2 separate regions of the Rattus norvegicus genome follow, and region 2 is linked to region 1. Evidence: chromatin contacts called from public Hi-C data. All regions are on one chromosome and are shown on one strand. The core of a region is the stretch at or near the end of the contact, and the rest is flanking DNA. Distances in the headings are between cores, read along the strand shown. Region 1 overlaps LOC134485757 (basic proline-rich protein-like). Region 2 overlaps LOC134485941 (a long non-coding RNA gene).

The links. A called contact is a pair of places that touch in the nucleus more often than the background predicts.
Region 2: a contact with region 1 is called in a Hi-C map of the A7r5 cell line, with 4 times the contacts expected there. The contact joins two enhancer-like sites. A contact is called at or near these places in 12 of 12 Hi-C or Micro-C datasets (the A7r5 cell line, the Rat2 cell line, Schwann cells and 7 more) and 1 of 1 datasets of contacts at active chromatin or transcription factors (oligodendrocytes).

What each region holds. Positions count from the first base shown.
Region 1 is chr2:192,443,985-192,448,891 of GRCr8, reverse strand. The region is part of intron 1 of LOC134485757 (basic proline-rich protein-like); the gene reads right to left. Among named protein-coding and RNA genes, the nearest start is that of Vangl1, 120 kb to the right of the region's middle. Within about 2 kb of position 1,496, at least 9 of the 93 cell types and tissues checked have an H3K27ac peak or open chromatin away from gene starts, as enhancers often do. A contact at or near this core is called in the A7r5 cell line, where this site is marked.
Region 2 is chr2:192,822,994-192,827,901 of GRCr8, reverse strand. The region is part of intron 1 of LOC134485941 (a long non-coding RNA gene); the gene reads left to right. Among named protein-coding and RNA genes, the nearest start is that of Tspan2, 41 kb to the left of the region's middle. Within about 2 kb of position 2,546, at least 1 of the 93 cell types and tissues checked has an H3K27ac peak or open chromatin away from gene starts, as enhancers often do. A contact at or near this core is called in the A7r5 cell line, where this site is marked.

The sequences.
Region 1 (4,907 bases), core at 247-2,746:
AGCATAATAATATATCATCTCGGTCTTGTTTTTCACCTAAATTCTTTCTTTATTACTTCTGCAACTGGCCAGGTGCTTAACATAGAGGCAGACACACAAGACTTCTAAAAGGCATTCGCTTATCAACACTACTATCAAACTTGCAGTCGGCTCACCTCTATCCTGTATCTACTCAACTCCAGAAAACTCTCTCAGCCACTTAGAAACTGTAAAGAAATACGGTGCAGGTTATAACCTGAATTGATAATTAACTGATCAATCTTATTTTTTTTTTCAGCTCAGTGAAAATTACCTTATATGCTGCTAGTGAGCACGGAGAAAAATAATTCACCTTTGGACCCTGTTTTCTTTCCCTGCATCGCTAAATATGGATGCAGAGGGAGAAAACATATGGCAATGTAAAGGAGAAAAAGACGAAAGCAAGGGCCAGAGATCACAAGGCCAGAGGTCATGAGGCCAGACACACAGCCCAATGGGACCCCCCAAGGCAGATTTTTCATTTCTCTTTTCCCTTCTTTTCTGTCATCCCTCTGCTTCTGCTTCCTCTTCCTTTCTGCTTTTTACCACCCCAATGTGAAATACATTAGGCAATGTACTCTGACAGCTATGTTTTTTTTAAATAATTATTGTTACCCCCTAATAACATTGACTAACTTTTTTAATTTGGAGTTTGCCAATTTCGGTACTAATTAATAATTATATAAGAATTGCATTTACTTCTTGGATCACTGGCCTGTAACTTCTACACGTCTTGACAGGTTTAAATTGAAATGGAAAATAAACCTTCTTCCTTGTTTTAGGACGACTCACAGCAGTGATGAATTTAGAGGGTTCGGGCTCTTCTTCCCCTTTGCCCCTCCCCCTCTTGTTACTCACACTCAGCTGTGTCACCCTAGTGACCAATGAACAAGGAATCTACCATAGGCTCTTTGGGGAAGTGATGACTCACAGTAATCCTCCTCCCTCCAGACCAGCCACCTGTGACTTCTACTGCCAAGGGCTGGGGCAGGGCTCTGTACACAGTGTCGTTCCCCCTCAATAAAGGCTGCTGATTGATAGAGGGCCAGGTGGCCGCCAGGCTGGCCCCAAGTGAGCCCGCAGGAAAGATACACCAGTGAGGTTCAGGGTCGCAGAGGTGGCCTTTGTGAGTCCAGCATGAGATTATCTTGTAAGCTCGAAAACTGTCCCCAGATTTGAATTTAAACCTTCTCCAAGCAGAGAGGCCTTGAGCTTCTCGCTCTGAGTCTCGGGCATGTATTTTCATCTATGGACGAAAGGTAACACTGCCCACTTTGCACATTTCTAGGGAGTATCCAGGACGCAGCATCCGGAAAGCACCTAGACGATGGGATAAGAGCAAGGAGAATGAAGCGAGACAGGGACCAACACCTGGGTTCATCTAGAGTAGTGTGGGAGAGCAGTCCAGCCAGGTTCCTGTACACAGGCGGCAAAGAGAAATCCCTTGCTTCCAACAATGGTTATTTCCTGATCTTGCTGACTACACAGCACCACCTAGGGGCGGAATATGTTTGGAACCGACCGAGGTCCCTGCAAGGAAAGTTAACTACACACAGTGCCTCTGCCTCTTTTGGACTTCCCAGTCTCCACAGTTCCTCTTGCCTCTGCTCCCTCTTTCCCATCCCATGTCCTTTCCCACCCAATCCTCATTCTTCTCTTCTCTTTCTCCTCATCCTGGTGCACTGTTTTTCACACTGGTGTCCTCAGGGCTTTGAACAAAATGTAAATCTGTGGGAAGTCAGATAACATCCATTCCCAAACAGCTCTGCCCTTCTTCTTACACTCCCTGAGATTGACTTCTTTTAGATGGCACCAAGAACTACTGGATTGCCATGGTTACATTGTCCCTGGGCTGAGACAGGGTCCGTCTGGTGCTGTGGACAGTAGGGCCTGGGGATTTCCACTGCGGTCAGAGAATGAAATGAGATGGGTCACTCTCAGGTCACGTCTATATCCCAGGAGCCTATTCTTCCTAGTGGGAATCCCACTGTGAATATTTTCTTGTTCTCTGACTAAACTTAGATGGAAGACCAGAGCTGGAGAGTTGGCCAGTGGTTGAGAGCACTAGTTATTTTTGCACGTGACCTGGGGCTCTACACGGTAGCTCACAACTGTGTGTAACTCCAGGGTCTCCAACATCCTCTTCTGACTTCAATAGGCATAGAATATTGTTTACACACATAGAATAGTGTTTTACACACACACACACACACACACACACACACAAATACATGTAGGCAGTTCACTTATCACAAACAATAATTTTAAAATTTCTCCATATATGTACATGCATATATATTTATTCATGTGTGCATATACATACATGAATGTGTAGATAAATGTATACACATATGCACATACATATACATGAGCACAACAAACAAACAGAAGAGTGAGGGTTATTTTAGCCAAGTCTACATTTTATGAGACTTTCCAATTTCAACCCCCATTCTAGGAACTGTGATGTACATACAGGGCTGAAGTATTTCTTGTAAGACACACTTACAAAGGGATGTTGGATTCGGTTCAGCATTCTCTCCACACCTCCTTAAGTCTCTCTCATTCTTCTCAAGAGCAAAGATTTGCTTTCAAATCCCAACAAGTTGCCCTTGAAATGAGATCAAGTTTGTTCAATATGAAGGGTTTCAAAACCGCAACGAGATAATAAACATCCCAGGGTGTTATCAGAATATGTCACTTCAATAATCTGTGTTCCTAAATTTCCCAGAAAAATTTTGAATGCCAATCTAGGTAGTCAAGAGCATAAATATCAAGTTACCGTGTTCCTGTCTACTTACATTTTGCCAAGCCTAATGTTATTTGGTATATACATTTGCTCTGATTATGGCAAACAAAATTCAAAATTTGGACTTTATAAATCATCTAGTTCACATTAAAGAGCCTCAGAAAATATATTTAAATTTCAACTATTCCAATAGCAGCATTTACACACACAGCACACACGCACACATGCACACACGCACACACATATATATATATGAGATAATTCCTGCGTCCAATGAAGAATAGGTAGAAAAGCCATGTGTGCATTTCTTCTGAAAATAATGTTTTTTTCTATAAATGCCATGATTTTTTCTTTTTAATTTATTCACTTTACATCTTACTCACTGCCCCCTTTCCCAGTCACCCACTTTGCTATCCTCCCCCGTATCCCTCCTCCCCTTCTTTTCTGAGAGGATAGGCATCCTGTTGGGTATCCTCCCACCCACGAGTACATCAAGTCTCTTCTGGGCTAGGTGTATCCTCCTCTACCGAGACCAGACAAGACAGCCGATGGACAGTTGTTCCAGACCCACATGAAGATCAAGCTTCACATATGTATGTGCCGTGAGGTCTAGGTCCAGTCCACATATGTTCTTTGGTTGGTGTTTAGTCTCTGAGAGCCCTGAGGGTCCAGGTTAGTTGAATCTTTTGGAATTCCTGGGGAATTGCTATCCCCTCTGAGACCCTCAATCCTTCCCCCTGCTCTTCTAGAAGAGTCTCCAAGCTACATCCGCTGTTTGACTGTGGGTGTCTGCATCTGTCTGAGTCAGCTGCTGGATGTATCCTCTCAGAGGACAACCATACTAGATTTCTGTCTGCAAGCATAACAGAATATCATTAGTAGTATCAGGGATTGGTGCTTGCCCATGGGACGTGTCTCAAGTTGAGCTGGTTATTGCTTGGCCATTCCCTTAGTCTCTGTTTCATCCCCAATCCCTGCATTTCTTGTGGACATGATAAATTTTGGGTCAAAGGTTTTGTGAATTAGTGGGTATCCCTATGGCTCCATGGGGTTCTTCCTGGTTATAGGAGGTGGTCTTTTCAGGTCCCATATCACCAATGCTGTGAGTCATGGCTAAGGTCACCCTCATCGATTCTTGGGTGCCTCCTTTATCCCAGGTCTCTGTCTTGTCCTAGAGGTGCCCCCTACCCTCCCACCTACCAGTTGCAGATTTCCATTCATTCTCATGTTTATCTGGCCATCTCTCCTGTCCCTCTCCACACCTGACTTGAACCCCCACTCCCATTCCCCTCCTGATCCCCTCTCCCACCCAGCTCCCCTCCCTCCATCGGCCTCTAATGACCATTTCATTCCCTCTCCTAAGAGAGATTCAAGCATCCTCCCTTGTGCCTTCCTTCTTGTTTAGCTTCTTCGGAGAATCGTGTATTGAATGCAAAGTGGAACCACAACCTTAGCCATAATTTCACTTTCTATGTTTTCAGCTGCCTGGGGTCAACCTCAGTCTGAAAATTGCAAATGGAAATTTTTGCAGATCAACAACTCCGAAGTCCTAAACGTGTGTACCATTCTGTATAGTATGAGAAACCCTGTAGCTCTGTCATTCCATCCTGCTCGGGATGTGACCCACCTCTTTATTCAGCACATCCATGTTATATACGCTACCTGCCTATTAGTTACCAGACAGCCATCCTGGTTATCAGATCCCCTGTTGCGGTATTGCAGGGCTATGTCCAAGCAACCTTGACCTTAATCAACAGTGTCCCCAAAGCACAACAGTAGCGATTCGGGCAAGCTGGGTAAACCAAGGACAACCTGAAAGTGCTTCCACCATCAGAGTCTCTCAGCAAGGATACGTACTGTACAGCAAGATCTTTTGGAGGAGAAATAAAAATGACACTTGCACTCCTTTTAGCACAGCATAATGTGTGGCTATTCTATTATTAGGTACTATTTTAATCTCTGACTGTGTTCAATTTATAAACTTCCACAGGTAAGTATGTATAGACAGAAATCGTGCTTTATACAGGGTTAGCACTGAGGAGGCTTCGGATAGTCACTGACTTCACCTTGGGCCATGTTCCCTAGCAATAAGAGGGATGGCTGTAAACGGATTGCATACTGTGCTGTCCAAGGAAAACAGATG
Region 2 (4,908 bases), core at 1,297-3,796, 380 kb before region 1:
CTCTGACCCTGTTCTGCATCCCTGGAGGAAGGAGCAGGGCACAGAAGCATGGCTAATATGGCTGGTGGTGTTACCGGTGTGCCTGCAGGTCTGCCTTGTGTAGAATGGTGATGGGGAGGCAGTCGCTCTTCCTGAACTGGCTCCATGCTCCATGCTCCATGCTCTCACTCATGCTTCTGGCCTTCCTGACAAGCAGCAGCCAGTAACTTATCATACACAGAGAAAATGTGTGAAGGTTTTATAATCTAGTTGATAAGTTAACAAGACAATGGAAGTAGGCAATTTAATGCTCCAGAGAGTAACAGACTCAGACACAGACAGACACAGCAGAGACACATAAACAAACACACACAGACTCTCTCTCTCTCTCTCTCTCTCTCTCTGACACACACACACACACACAGAGAGAGAGAGAGAGAGGGAGAGAGAGAAGGGGAGAGAGAGAGAGAGAGAGAGCGAGAGAGAGAGAGAGAGAGAGAGAGAGAGAGAGAGAGAGAGAGAGAGAGAGAGATCAAAGCCAGAATAAGGTCTAGATTTTGGCTGAATGTAGGAAGCAGGGGTTCATCTGTCAGGCTACCAGGAATCGCAGGTGTGAAGTAGGAAGAGCATGTCCCCAGGCCATCATGGAGGGACAGGAAAGACAAGCCTGAACACAGGGAGTGGGTGTCATTGTGGTTCCGCCCAGCTTCCCTCATAGCTCCAGGCTCTGGCAAACAGCCGTTTTATTTTCCTACAAGACCATTCCTTGATTGGGAGGGTAACTGACCCAGCTGTAATTAAACTATAGGCTTGCGTAGGTGTGGCTTGTGTGCAAAGATGAGCTATGCCAGCTTGGTTTCCCCTGGAATGGCTCTGAACTGGAAGGCACAGACAGGAGGGATCAGTGGTGGGTGGGTGTGTTAGCCAATTTTTCTCATGGCTATGAGAAAATGCCTGACAAAACAATCAAGGAAGGAAAGTTTATTTGACTCATGAACGTGCATTATGGGGGGAGGCCTGGGAGTGAAGCCTAGGCCAGCTGGTCAGGTCCTATCTGTAGCCAGAAGGAGAGGTGCTAAGCTTCCTTCCTTCTTTTAACAAATTATTACAGGGAGCTGGGGAGATGGCTAAACAGTTAATCTCCATAGGATAGGAGAGAACTGAGGCGCACAAGCTGTCCTCTGAGCCCCACATGAGTACTATGGTGCATGCACAGTCAATACATAAAGAAAGAAATATTAAAACTGTAAATACTTATTTATGTGTATGAATGTTTTGCCTGGATATCTGTACCATATGTGTGCCTGGTGCCCACAGAGGTTGGAAAAGGGTCTCAGATCCCCTGAAACTGGACTTAAGGGGGGTTGTGAGACACCTTGTAGGTACTGGGAACCAAACATGGGTATGAGAAGACTTCCTGTAGGGTCTACTTGGAAGAACTCTTAGTTGCAGCAGGAGAAATGTTAATTTCCCTTTCCTCCAGAATGGAGGTGCCATTTGAGAGCAGGTTGTCTCCTCACGGTTAGTCTGATTAACTGAAGAATGGTAATGTGGCTCTTAGGGTCTGAAGTGGGGTAACATGACAATGGGTAAGGGCAGAAGAGAGTGGTCCAGAGGGGACCAACTCTCCTGCTTCCCTGAAGCCCAACGCTGGGTGGCTGTCATCTGTTCTCTTCCCGACTCTCCATGGTGGCTGGCCCTTCTCCACCATGGTTCTTTAGATGTATTTAACATGTGGTCTTGGTCTGTTTCCCTGGCATCCACCGTCTAAGTTCTAGCCCATAGAGGTCTGTGTTTGTGTCCAAGGGTGCAGGTGGTAGTGCCTTCCATTCCTGGACCCTGGATCTGCAGTCAGGGTCTCATCACTGGCACTCTGCTGGACACCAGTCCTGGGCATCGCCAGGCATCTATTTCCCTCATGTGAATGTGGGAACCATGCCATGGGCTGGCCAGTAGCAATGTCAGTTTCTCTTCTAAAGGTAGAGATGGAATGGCCGTTATTGAAAGAGCTTTGTTAATGAACTGTGTGTAGTGCCAAGTGAGAAGGTGACATTGCTTTTTCCTTGTGAGGACGGTCTTCATAACACTCCCCTCTCTCATTGCTGGGCCAAAGCCACATTAGTACATTGCAGAGCAGATGAGGGGAGCTCAACAAATAGCTGTTGAATGTGATCATCTCCTGCTCTCGCAGACTTTGCTAACACTTGTCTGGAGGATTAGCCTTCTTGTGCTGCTGATGGAGCCACTCAGGGTGCACGTGACCATGGAAGGCTTCAGAGCCATGCCAGGAGAGAGTGATGACTCCCTCCTCTCCCCCCACCCCCAGCCATGCTCCAAAATTCAGTGTGTTTTGGAGGCATGGGAACACCAGGAGTGGAAGGTTGAGGTGAGGGACCCATCTCGCTGATTAGAGAGAGGTAGGGTGGGGCAAAGGAAACTTATTGAATTCTTCTAAGTAGCTTCCAGGAACAGGTGGGCTGAGGGTGGACTAGGCTTGCCGAGAAGGCAGGTCACAGGACATTCCAGAAACCTGAGGGTCAGTTGCTTCTGGAGCTGAGGTGGCCAAATGCCTTCAGGGTGGATCATTTCCCTTGCTGACAGATCAGTGTGAGGTGTTTATTTATGAACCACACATTTATGTACTACATATAAAAGGGAGACATTTCAGAGAAATCCTAAGTAGAGATTTCTGTATGCTGCATCTGATAAAGATGTCTCGGCCTTATGTTTTGGACCTGGAAATTCGAAATGGGGAAGGGCGTGGGCAGAAGAAAGAGAGCAGGCCCCGTGATCGGGCTAGCTTAGTTTAGGATTTCATTCAGCGGCAACTCATTGCCTTCCAGCTGATGGTCCACTGCCAGAGCCGAGCTTCCATTTGCTTGCTACTTATTGTGGGTAACTGTCAGTCTCCCAATATTCCCACTTGTCCTCAGCTTCAGGAGTGACTACAGCAAGGGTCAGGCACCCAAATGATGTTCCAACTTCTCAGTGTACCTATCTACTTAGAGTGAGGGGCAAGGGCTGCACCTTCCTGCCATTTAACTGAACAGTCCACGTAGGTCTTCACATCCTCCAGCTCCAGAAGCCTCAAATATGACCTTAGTAGGTTTACTTCTTAGGAGGAAGGGAGGGAGGTACTGAACCCTTTAGTCCCATTTCCCAATGGGAAACTGAGGCACTTAGTAGGGATGAGAGGAGGCAATGGCAGAGCCAAGAACTGAGATTTGGCAAAGAGTAGCTGCCACCTTCTGTGGGCGTGTGCATGCTTGTGTGTGTGTGTGTGTATGTGTGTGTGTGTGTGTGTGTGTCACTAGTGCACGTATGTGTTTTCGTGTTCCTTTCTGATCCTCACTCCTCAAAAGGGATGCCCTGGAGATGACATGATTTAAAGAGGGCCCGACTTTTATGAGGATTACTAGGCACACTGCATAGTGTTTACTAATCTGAAGTGCTTATCAATAAATAGAAACACCAGTCGTCTCTGCCTTGCAGCACTGGGGGTTGAGGGGACATCATTAAGGTTACTCAGATCTAAATGTCAGAATCCATTTCTGAACTTCAGTCAACACACAAGACATCAGTCAACAGTGCCCACTTGCACATCCGCTAGCCTCCACACAAGCTAACACGGGTCTGGGTCCTGTTACATTTCCTTTCCTAGCCATGTTACTACAGTAGGGGCAGTAGCTAGCCCTGAGTGCCTACCTCACGCTGAGTTTGTTACATGATTCTTAATCTTCATGGTTCCACGAGGGGTGTTAAACGCTAAGGAGTTGCCTACCTGGCTCTTTCTTAGTCCTTCTCGGCTCTGGTGGCACCCATCCCCCTTAGCAGGGAGCTTTGCCTAGGAGCCTGCCCCCAGCTGTTCTCTCTCTATGGTGGCTGCTTCCTCAGAAGGCCATTCCCCTTCCAATGCCATAGACTACTGCCAACCCTAGATCAATTCCCCAGGCTTCAGACTAAACAGTCAATTACCAATTACCTCCCAGAATTCTCCTCTTAGCCACATCCAATTCCCCATGTTCAAAATAGAACTTACCGTCTTCTGTATATAGGTTTTGTGATCCCTGGTCTAATGAGTAACACACCATCAAGTTAGCCCCCTGCCCCCCAAGCTGGAGCTCAGAATTGATTGAGAATTTCCCAATCCTGCCTCCCCTCCACACCCACTCTGTAAGCAAGTCCTGCAGACCTGCTTTGTGCCACATCTCTTCCTCCACCCGGCCTCATGTCCTGGTTCTAATTTAGACCCTCGTTTTCTGTTGGCCTTCAGTCTTGTTTCCCTGAGGATCAACTTCTGTTCCCTTCCCATCGGAGCAATGATTCTCGAATCTGTAAAATGGCTCTCGGCTTGTCTAGCTTCCTATCGTGTTTAAAGGGAAGGAGAAACCATCCATGGCTTATCCTCTCAGGCTTCTCTGGCTTTTTACCTTTTCTCTCCCCAGATGGGCCACAACATCTCTAGGCCCAGCTGTCTTGCCTGACATAGGTATATTCCACTTGCCTAACTGCTAAACATCTTCTCAGCTTGAGGGTCCCATCTGTTGGGCAGATCCTCCTGATTTACCACCTCTGCCTTAGCACAGCCCCACAATAGACACATATACAAGCATACATGCACACATATGCACACTTACACACATGCAAGCTTACATACACATGCACACACATATACATACACTCGCACACTTACATTCACACACACACTTATATTCACACACATGCACACACATATGCACACACTCGCACACTTACACACATATGTACACACATGCATGCTTACAGTCATTCATATACGTACATGCATGCACCCCTCCCAGGAGTTGTCCAATCTCCTCACCTGGTTGCAACTCTCTTGGGAGTGATGGTTAAGTCTTAGCGACATGTTTCCCTGGTGTTCATACTGGTGTTTAGCACATAAGAATTCAA